Regions from separate parts of the Triticum aestivum genome. Here region 1 is linked to region 2. The links are chromatin contacts, called in public Hi-C maps. All regions are on one chromosome and are shown on one strand. The core of a region is the stretch at or near the end of the contact, and the rest is flanking DNA. Distances in the headings are between cores, read along the strand shown. Region 1 overlaps LOC123102840 (replication factor C subunit 2). Region 2 holds the start of LOC123102839 (SWI/SNF complex subunit SWI3C homolog).

The links. A called contact is a pair of places that touch in the nucleus more often than the background predicts.
Region 1: a contact with region 2 is called in a Hi-C map of leaf, with 7 times the contacts expected there. The contact joins the enhancer-like site here to the promoter of LOC123102839 in region 2. A contact is called at or near these places in 3 of 5 Hi-C or Micro-C datasets (all in leaf).

What each region holds. Positions count from the first base shown.
Region 1 is chr5A:227,175,437-227,180,786 of IWGSC CS RefSeq v2.1, reverse strand. It overlaps LOC123102840 (replication factor C subunit 2), which reads left to right. Exons shown (of 12, transcript XM_044524275.1): 10 at 26-151; 11 at 246-329; 12 at 772-1,117. The coding sequence ends at 870. Among protein-coding and RNA genes, the nearest start is that of LOC123102840, 13 kb to the left of the region's middle. Within about 2 kb of position 1,811, at least 7 of the 8 cell types and tissues checked have an H3K27ac peak or open chromatin away from gene starts, as enhancers often do. A contact at or near this core is called in leaf, where this site is marked.
Region 2 is chr5A:227,008,119-227,012,887 of IWGSC CS RefSeq v2.1, reverse strand. It overlaps LOC123102839 (SWI/SNF complex subunit SWI3C homolog), which reads left to right and starts at 2,322. Exons shown (of 9, transcript XM_044524274.1): 1 at 2,322-2,623; 2 at 2,726-3,262; 3 at 3,364-3,929. The coding sequence starts at 2,596.

The sequences.
Region 1 (5,350 bases), core at 562-3,061, 170 kb before region 2:
GTTGCTTTCCTAACACCTGCATCAGGCTATCCCTGAAGATATTGTCAAGTCATTGCTTGTAGCATGCAAATCTGGTGAATTTGATGTGGCAAACAAGGAAGTTAGCAATATTATTGCTGACGGATATCCAGTTTCCCAGCTGCTCTCGCAGGTCAGCTCTCTTCTCTTTGTATACATAGATGACATGATGTGTTACCTGTTGTTTTCATCTTACAATTACCACCGACTGAAGTGTTCACATTCAGTTTCTAGATGTGATTGTTAATGCGGATGATATTCCAGATGAGCACAAGGCAAGAATATGTAGAAAGCTTGGGGAAGCTGATAAGGTTTGTCTCATTCTTTATATGCTAGTTTCACGGGTTAGCCATCCAAAATTGTAGTACGAGAACAACCATTTTTTCATGAGTTGCATGTTGCCATAGAGAAATCTAAAACATAATTAAAAAAATAAAGCATTGGGAACATAAAACATAAAAAATAAATAAAGCATTGGGAACGAAAAACATAAAAAAATTAACGCATAGGGAAATTTGATGACAGGATTATAATGGAGGATTAAGATAAGTAATGTTCTGCTTCTCGGTTTCTGGGAAGCTTGACCTGAGTATTTCAGCAATATCGATCAAAGTTAGAACATGACTTTTTGTTTACAGTCGGAATAAGTCCACGATTTACATATGCTATATGACATAATGAATCTCTCAAAAGACTTGGTCCTTCTGTTCCATTCTTCTCATAGTCCTTTCATTTAACTTTTATGATTTGCAGTGCTTGGTCGATGGGGCAGATGAGTATTTACAGCTCTTAGATATGGCCAGTGAGACAATTCGTGCTCTATTTAACATCCCGCAAGGGCTGGTCTTCTAAGAGAAGATGATGGAGATGAACAGTGATACTGCTGCCGGCTGTCTGCAAACTCTGGCAAATATATCTTGTGTCTCCTTCCCAACTTAAGATCCTAGAGAGGCCTAACCTCATTCTCATCATACTCTTGTGCTATTTTTAGGTTGGTTTGTGATGTTTTAAGTCCGATGAACTCACTTTCTTTTTCAACCAATTGAATTGTGCCTGGATATGTCAATGATCACAAAGAACAGTTCTGACTTGTCATGCATTCCTCATACGTGCTTTCCTTTGCATAATATGATTCATAACACAATTTGTTCCCTTCCTCTTCCTTACCCAGACTGCTTGCTATTAGGGTCTTGTTTGGGAATCACATAAATATGAGAGTACCAGGCTGTGGCTGGATGCTTTTTTTAGGGACTCTGGTTGGATGCTTGGTGAGAAGAGTTATCCCCTTCAGATTTCAAAGAGTAAATTGCAATAAACCACCAATTTGAGAGCTAGGTTTAAAAAACACTACGTTACATTTTTTGACAGAAACAAACATGTCTATGTTTTTTTTTTTGCAAATAACACTGATTGATGGATTATAACGCTTTAAGCCTGTTTATGACAGACGGGTTCCGGTTGTCAAGAGGTGTCTTGGCAAAAAAAAGGCCACCTGGGCACTTTGACTAGTCAAAATGCCCTTCCATGCCCACCCACGCCGTCGCCCTCTATTTCGCCCCGCCGGCAACCAGCCATGAGCCCAACCGCGATCCGGATCAAGCCGCCGCTGCGCCGGCAACACGCGCGCGGAGGGAGGGGGGCGGACTGGCAAACATACGACATGTAATCAAGGCTAACGTACGACATGTAACCAAGGCTGGACGCTAGCAAGCTCTGCTACGGCATCGGCTGCTGCTAGGCGCGTGTCGTCGTCAACCGCGAGCTGGTCGCGGGAGTAAAGCAGCTCGTCCCCATCACGTCCTACGACGTGCAGTGTTAGGGACCCATTGGGCTTGCCCGTGGGTGGTACGTGGGCCAAGCCCACCAGGGTGCCGACTATAAATACAGGGGAAGCAGGCCACGAGGAGGTATTCGCGTAGGATCAGGCACGACACGGCGGCTCCTCCTCCCCTACCTTCTCCTACCTACTGTTCCTCCCTCGTCCTCCTCCATCCTCCCTCAATTCACTGGTATCAGACATTGGTTCCCCTGTAATGAAGTGTTGCTAGTGGATTGTGAACTGGGTACCTAACATCTGGTATTCAGAGCCAGCCCACCATCCTTCCGTCCCAATTTTTTTCCACCAGTCATCGCCTTCTTCATGTTCGACAAAATGACTAGCCACCAAATGTCCTCAGATTAGGTTCTCAGCATGGTCGTGGAGCAAGCGATTTACCCTATCACTGCTGATGTATTGTATTCCCTCTTCGCTCCCTTTGGTGTAGAGCAGTTGGTGGTGTATCCCCAAACAAAATCAGAGGATGGAGAGCCTTGTGTAGCGGCGGATGTCCGATTCACTTCGGCGCACATGTTCGCATACTGGGATGGCCGTTGCATCTACTACCGGTGTTGTCGCCTGTAGATGTGGTGCGCTACACTCGACGTGTTGCCGGCCCCAGCATCTACTTCACCCACCGTTGATACCGCCGTCGACCTCACCAACTCCACCACGGCCATCTCTGGTCATGACGGCATGTCCGTCGGGGCCATCGACATCCCTGCGGCGGCCAGCACCAGCACGCCGCCTCACGGCCACGATACATCCCCCAAGTCTTCCCTTGACAGCGATCGCCGCGTCCCAGTCACGGGCACAGACGAGTACATATTGGTGGCGGCAATTCCAGAAGTTGTCACCGAGCTCGCCATCTTCCCCGTCGTCCCCTCCACCACCAAGGCCCAGGAGGTCCTCGAGGTCATCCATGATGTGCCCTCTGCTTGCATCTCGATGGCGCACATCACCTGTTCGACGGATTGCTCGGACCAAGTTGTCGCCATCAACAGCGTCAACAAGGCCACCACGGTCTGCCCTGACCTCGCCATCGACCTCAACGCCACCACTGTTGTCTTCCTCGAGCTCGCCGTCATCCGAAATGACAAGGAAGTTGAGCAGTTTCCTTCGCACACGGTCATTGAGGAGGACGCCGCTCCTGGGGTGATCCTCACCGATGTTTTCACCCGGTGAGTCTCTACGGTGACGACAGCGTGTACGACGACGCCAACAAAATTGTTGCACCTGCGGCGCCCGTACTACTGACTGCGGAGTACCCGCGCTCCTGCCTTCCCGACACACCTAAGCTCTCGCTGATGGCAATGGTGTTTCGACAAGTCTGGTGGCAGTGGATGAGGCTACGGCCGACGCCGTGGCCATCGTTTTGGAGGGATCTTGCTGATGGGAATGAGGCTGGTGGCGATCAGATGCATCGCTATCTGGTACAGCAACTGGAAAGCGTGGAAATTATTATCAATTTCAGAACTATGAAACTGCAGATGCCTAGTACTGAAGCTTCAGAAACTTGTGAGTGTCAGCATCTTATATCAACCAAGGTTTATCATGAATTGCGGGATTGCTTTGAGGTTGGTTCTGGTACAAGATATCCGAAATCAGATGAAGTTTGTGCTTCTGTTATTAGCATCTTCGAGTGGGGATCTTTTCAGAAATGGGTGTTGGGGCTCTATTTCAATAAGATTGGTGATGCTCAATGCAAGTGTTTACTTTTTCCTCTCGTCTCTGCCATATGTATATGGGAGTTCGACATGGGCATGTACCAGATGGGCATGTTTTGGGATCCCGGAGGACCGGCGGTGTTCCTGTTACTGGAATTGACTCGACAAGCGCACCTGTGGGAAGAGTTCCTTGCTATGGGCGCAACTATGCCATTTTCTGTTGTTGCTCTTATGTGCAAGTCTCAACTACAACAGCCAACAAGATGCTTGCCAGGCCGTTCTATCCTGGTGATTGGACTTTATGTAACACACAACTTCTACATGGCATCAACTAGTGCACAAGTAGATCCTCAAGAAGGGAGGGATGTCAAAGACGGCACTGCCTTCCTCTACCAAGATCCCCATGGCAGCGACTACTACCTCAACCACGACCACTCCTTTGAGCTAGTTCAAATCCACCTAAACTATGGCTACGACCACGACAACTACCATGGCGACCACAACATGATCAAGAACCTCCAAGCACCCTGGGATCCTGGCGAGCTCCTCATGACAGCGGCTTGGGGGCAAGCCGCATTTCAAGAAAGGAGGGATGTTAGGGACCCATTGGGCTTGCCCGTGGGTGGTACGTGGGCCAAGCCCACCAGGGTGCCGACTACAAATACAGGGAAGCAGGCCACGAGGAGGTATCCGCGTAGGATCAGGCATGGCACGACGGCTCCTCCTCCCCTACCTTCTCCTACCTACTGTTCCTCCCTCTTCCTCCTCCATCCTCCCTCAATTCACTGTTATCAGACATTGGTTCCCCTGTAATGGAGTGTTGCTAGCGGATTGTGAACTGGGTACCTAACATGCAGGTTGAGTACTTCGGGGGTAATCGCAGCCATGACAGCGAGCAATAGCCGCCATGTGTGTTCGTCGCCAAGGACGAGTGGTTCTCGCCATCGAGCGGCTCGTACCAATTGTCGTCGGGACAGCAGACCACCGACGCGAAGTTCCGCGGCGAGGATGACACCTCTGGCACCTGCGCCGTGCTTGACCCCGCACTCGTGCACCATGAGATCGCGCCGCACGTCGGCCGCCGCCGCACGGCGCAATAGGGAGATATCCTAGACGCGCAACCATGCTCTACGTCCCTACCCCAGGTCGCAGTCGCCAAACGCGCCGCCTTCTCTACACCGCCGGTCGCCATCACCAGATGCGTCACCGCGTGCAGTCTCCTCTGACCGCCCCTGGTGAACGGAAGACCTCCACAAGTCCCGCCGTGATTTTTTTTCGAGAGAGAGTAGAAGGAGTGGACCAGTCAAAGAGAGACAGCGGTGTGTCCACATAGCAATCTTGACTAGTCAAAGTGCCCAGGTGGTGCTTTTTGCCAAGTCACCTTCTGACGACCGGGTCCTGTCTGTCATAAACATGCTTAAAGCGCTCTAACCCGTCGATCAATGTTATTTGCAGAAAAAATACCGTATACATGGTGGTTTCTGTCAAAGAAATGTAATATAGTGTTTTCTGATAACCTAGCCCTCAAAGTGGTGGTTTCTTGCATTTTACTCGATTTCAAATCATGTCGTTTAACAAGGCAAAAATATTCTTCTATTGTAGGCGACAACATTCGTTTATAGCAAGACTTCCCAAGAAAGGGCATGCCAGGTAGTTCCGGGTTTCGGGCAAGGTTCTAGGGTTTATAGAAACTTTGCATACATGTGCAAACTTTCAGGACCCCTTGGAAGCTTTCCAGAACCTGCTCTGGAGGTATAGGGGTCCGGAAGTTTTGTCCCAGAAGTTTCGGGCAATTGAGGGGTATCTAACCATCCAAGTAGTAAATGCACAAATGCAATACATGTCGACC
Region 2 (4,769 bases), core at 1,073-3,572:
GGTACTCAGAAAACATATCATCAGCTAGTTGTTGCCTAAAGTTGGACCATTCAGTAGTGACTTGCACACTTCTAATGAAGTTGTCATCATCTGGATCATCACTTGGCGCATTTGCTAATTCATTATCCACTTCAGGCAATAACAAATCATCCATGACATGATGTCTATCCCTTGCAAATTTGTGCAACACACAATAAGCACTAATAATTCGAATCTACAATGATATTTTAGTTCATAGTAAGCAATTGTCATCTCATATACTGATGTTATCTAACAACATATTTACTTTTTGTACCTGATCCTTTATGTCAAAGAAGGTTTGGGAACACAAGATAGCCCATTTTTTCTTGAACAAGCTAAATGTTCGCTCCACTACATTCCTAGCACGCGAATGGCGCAAGTTATATAACTCTTTAGCTGTTTGAGGCTGCTGTGCACTTGCAGCCCATTCTTTTAGATGATACCGAGTGGACCTGGATGGAGCTAGAAATCCTTCTCCATTGGTATAACCAGCATCAACTAAATAATATTTCCCTATATCAATAAGTTAGTTAACTAACAATCAAGTCAAAGAAACTACATGCCAAGAGTAAGAGTCGTACCCTTAGGCACAACAAAGCATCTTGGCGGTTCACCCTCATTGCATCACGCAAAACTCTCGAATCTGAAACTGAACCCTCCGAGCCATGTAACACATAAAGAAACTTCATGTTCCAATCAACAACACCTAGCATGTTAGTGGTAATGGCTTGCTTTCCGTTCCTATACCTTCCTTGGTCAGCCACATCAACAAGCACGTCAATATGACAACCATCTAGTGATCCAAGTGCATTACCAAACCACTTCCATTTGTAATCATCAGGAGCTTGAGAGGTAGAGGAAGGTAGCTTAATGAACTCCCCATGTAGAGAGAGTAGGGCGTTTAGGACAACAAAGAAGTGTGTGTTGATGGTCCATAAAGTACGCTTGTAGGTGCCACACAACATCCTCGTCTTAATACTATGACCAACTACAAGCAAAAACATTGCAACTTTCTCTTCCACGGTCACATATACACTATCACGAGGGCCACATCTCTCCCGTAACATGGTGCAAAGGTCATGAAAGTTTCGTTTAGTTAGGCGCAATTGATCATAGCATGCCATTGTAGATCCATCATACTCCCTCCGTCCCAAAATTCTTGTCTTAGATTTGTCTAAATACGGATGTATCAAGTCACGTTTTAGTATTAGATACATCCGTACCTAGACGAATATAAGACAAAAATTTTGGGACGGAGGGAGTACATGCATTTAAGCAAATGTTTCCTATTCCTAATCTTGTCCTCATCATCATTAAAAGTTCCTAGGTCCCCTATTCCGTTGTGTAGTAACAAAGGCTAATGCAAAAGCACATGTTTCAACAAACAATTTAGTCAGAACAATTCTTTTCCTCTCCCGTCTTTTATTTTCTTCATTTATCCACTCAACCAACTCCAATTGATCCGACATTGAGCTGCACAATTCGATTATCTAGGATTTAAACAATGCAGCAAGACATCACATGCACAAATGAATAGAAAACATAGGGGATTTCTGCCATATACCTTCACTTGGCTTGCAGATTGACGCACAGTTCATAGATCTGCACAATATATAAACAAAAAATTTAGTTAACATAGAAGAGAAAGGGAATGAACCAAGTTACATGTACAAGATTGGAGAAAGTAAATCCCGCTGTTGCCTGAGTGACTGTGTCGAGAGGGAGAAGGTAGAGCACGAGGCCGACTGGCGAGAGGGAGAAGGAAGAGCACCAGGCGGGTTGGCCATAGGAGACCTGCGCCTCCGCGACCGAAGCCCTGGTGGTGGCTGTCGTGGTCCTGGTGGTTGGGGACGTGGACAATGTGAGGAGGGAACGAGAAATAGATGGACTGGAGAACTGGCGCCTCCGCCGCCGCGGTCCTGCTGTGGCCGCCGCCGAGGCCCTCGTGGTGGCCCCCGAGATGCGGACGGGGATGGGAACGAGAGGAAGGAGCGTGGAAGGAGATGGGAAGAGGAGGAGGGAGTGGGGCCGAATCGGACCTCGGTGCGGCCGCGGAGATCCGTGGGACTTGCCGCCGAGATCTCTGGTGGTGGCGGCCGAGCTCCCTGGTGGTCGCCCCTGTTCCTCCCTTTTTTTTCTTTTTGCCCGAGGAAGGAGGGGATAAGGCAGCGAAGGGGTATGTTTTGCGGGAAAGGTCAATTCGGATTAAATTGGAGTGCAAGGGCTCAGTATTGTGGAACGAAGAGGTTTGATGGAAGAAAATACAATGCTGAATTTAGGTCTTATTTCCAAGCGACAATTCAGACTGCAGCCAAACAGCTGAATTGCAATTTGGAGAATACCAGTTCCATTTCAGGCATCTCAATTGGGCATCCAAACGCACTGCTAAGGTATTCGGATCTCAGAATTCAGAGGGAGAGCTGTAGGATGGAGTGAAAATTTCGGACAAGAGAGCTCAAATCTCCTCCTCACTCCTCTCGCACGTGCCTATCCGCCCCGCCGTGGCCCCCCTCACTCGCGGGCACACAGTCCAAGCTTCCACCACCGTTTCCGCCTCCGCCGGCGCCGGCGACGATGCCTCGCAAGGCCTCGTCCTCCTCAGGTACGCGTCCCAACCCCTTCGCACCTCGCAATTCTCCGGAACGAGCCCCTTCTCCCGCACTGACGCCGCCCTTCCCTCCCGAAAACCCTAATTCCCTCCCAGATGCGAAGCTCAAGTGGCGGAAGCGGAAGCGCTCACAGGACACCTCCCCATCGAAGCAGTCCGGCGGGGCCGACCACTCCGACGACTCTGACTCCGCAGCGGCGAACGACGAAGACGACGCGCTCCACGGCTCCGCCAACGGGGGCGAAACCCTAGGCGCCCGTGGCGGTGATGACGACACCGTGCCCGACCTCCGGGAGGCGGAGGTGCTCTCCTCAGCGGAGCCCGTCTCTGGCTTCCCCTCGGCTACCCGCCGCACTATCAGCCGGCTCCATCCCTCTGTGCTTGCAGTTATCGCCGCTGATCGTGCCTTGGCGGCTGGTGCCAGCTGTGCTTCGGCTCCGCCTGCACCCGCGCTGGAGAACATTTCGCACGGGCAGCTCCAGGTGCTAGCAGCCATGCTCCCTGACCACCCATCCCTGTCCAACGACCCTGACAAGCCGTCCTCCTATGTCTGCACCGTGCCTCCACTCATGGAATGCCAAGGCGTGCCCAAGCAGTTCTACAGCAAGTTACTCGTCGTCCCCAGACACGCAGGTTTGTTCTTGACGCCAATGATGCTTTCTAGCAAGCTAAAATTGTGGAGCAAATTGTTAATTCTCATTTGTTGGTCATGTGGGATGATTTGCAATTTGCAGATTGGTTCTCGCCGGCGACTGTACACAGGTTGGAGAGGCAGGTGGTGCCACATTTCTTCTCAGGGAAGTCCCCAGGGCATACACCAGAGAAGTACATAATGCTGAGGAATAAGGTGATTGTGAAGTATTTGGAGCGCCCGTCAAGGAGACTTGCATTTGCTGAGTGCCAGGGGCTTGTTACAAGCACGGCTGAATTGTATGACCTGAGTCGGATAGTCAGGTTCTTGGACACTTGGGGGATTATTAATTACCTCGCGGCTGGATCTGTGCACCGGGGCTTGAGGCTGGCATCATCTTTAATCAGGGAGGAGCAAACAGGGGAGCTGCAGCTGGCGTCTGCACCATTGAAGTCAATTGATGGTCTGATTTTGTTTGATCGGCCAAAATGCAGTGCCCGAGCAGAGGATATCGCTTCTGTGGCATCAACTTCGTCTGCTCTGGAGGTGCCAAATGGTGATACTGGCTTTGCAGACTTGGACGAAAAGATTTGGGAGAGGCTGTCTGAGAACTTCTGTAGTTATTGTTCACAACCTTTGCCCAGTTTGCACTATGAATCACAAAAGGAGGTGCGTACAATTATAACACTATGAATTTTTTTCCCGTTCTCCATATATGGGATTATTTATCCACGTTTTTAGAGAAAATCTTTCTCCACATCGTCAGAACTGTTGTTTATGCAATTCTCTTCACATTTTTAATTGATTGGGTTCTTTTGTAGAATGATTCCATATTATTAATTTTCTCACATTGAAAATTTAGTATTGGTTTACCACATGAGTATGCTTGAAGGGTACATTTCAACTCTTAAGCTCATTTGCAATTTTAAGTACCGAGGGCTCGATAGAATGGTTTGATTAAAAGAGTATCAGTGAGTATCACCGTGTTGCAAATTATCAATGTATACTTGCTTTGTAAAGTGACAATTATCATGTTAGTCATACAGGGCTGCACATAAGAATTTGAGGCCCTGGTGCTAAACACAATGTGTGCCCCTACATTTTGAAAATGCCAATAATCAAACAATTATTCTATTTTATTATATAATTGCAACATATGTTTTTCTTACAACAAAGAATTACATTGGACATTCATGGTAAAAGAATTACATTGGATATTTATGGCGGTCTTCAGTCACTAAACTTACCTGAACCTGTATAAAGCATCATCCAGCTAGTATCTCTTGAAATGAAATTTTCATAGTTCATCATTCTGAAAACATCATTTTGAAGTGCATATAACTGCAATATCATTATCATGATTAATTGGTCCTGAATCATTATCTGCACTTTGAGCCTCAACTGATAGGAGGGGAATTAGGAGTAGGGATGGATCCACTACCTCGGATGGTTCTATTGTTTTGCAGGAGAATCACTTAGTGCCTCTTTGATTTAATTGGTTTTCATGGA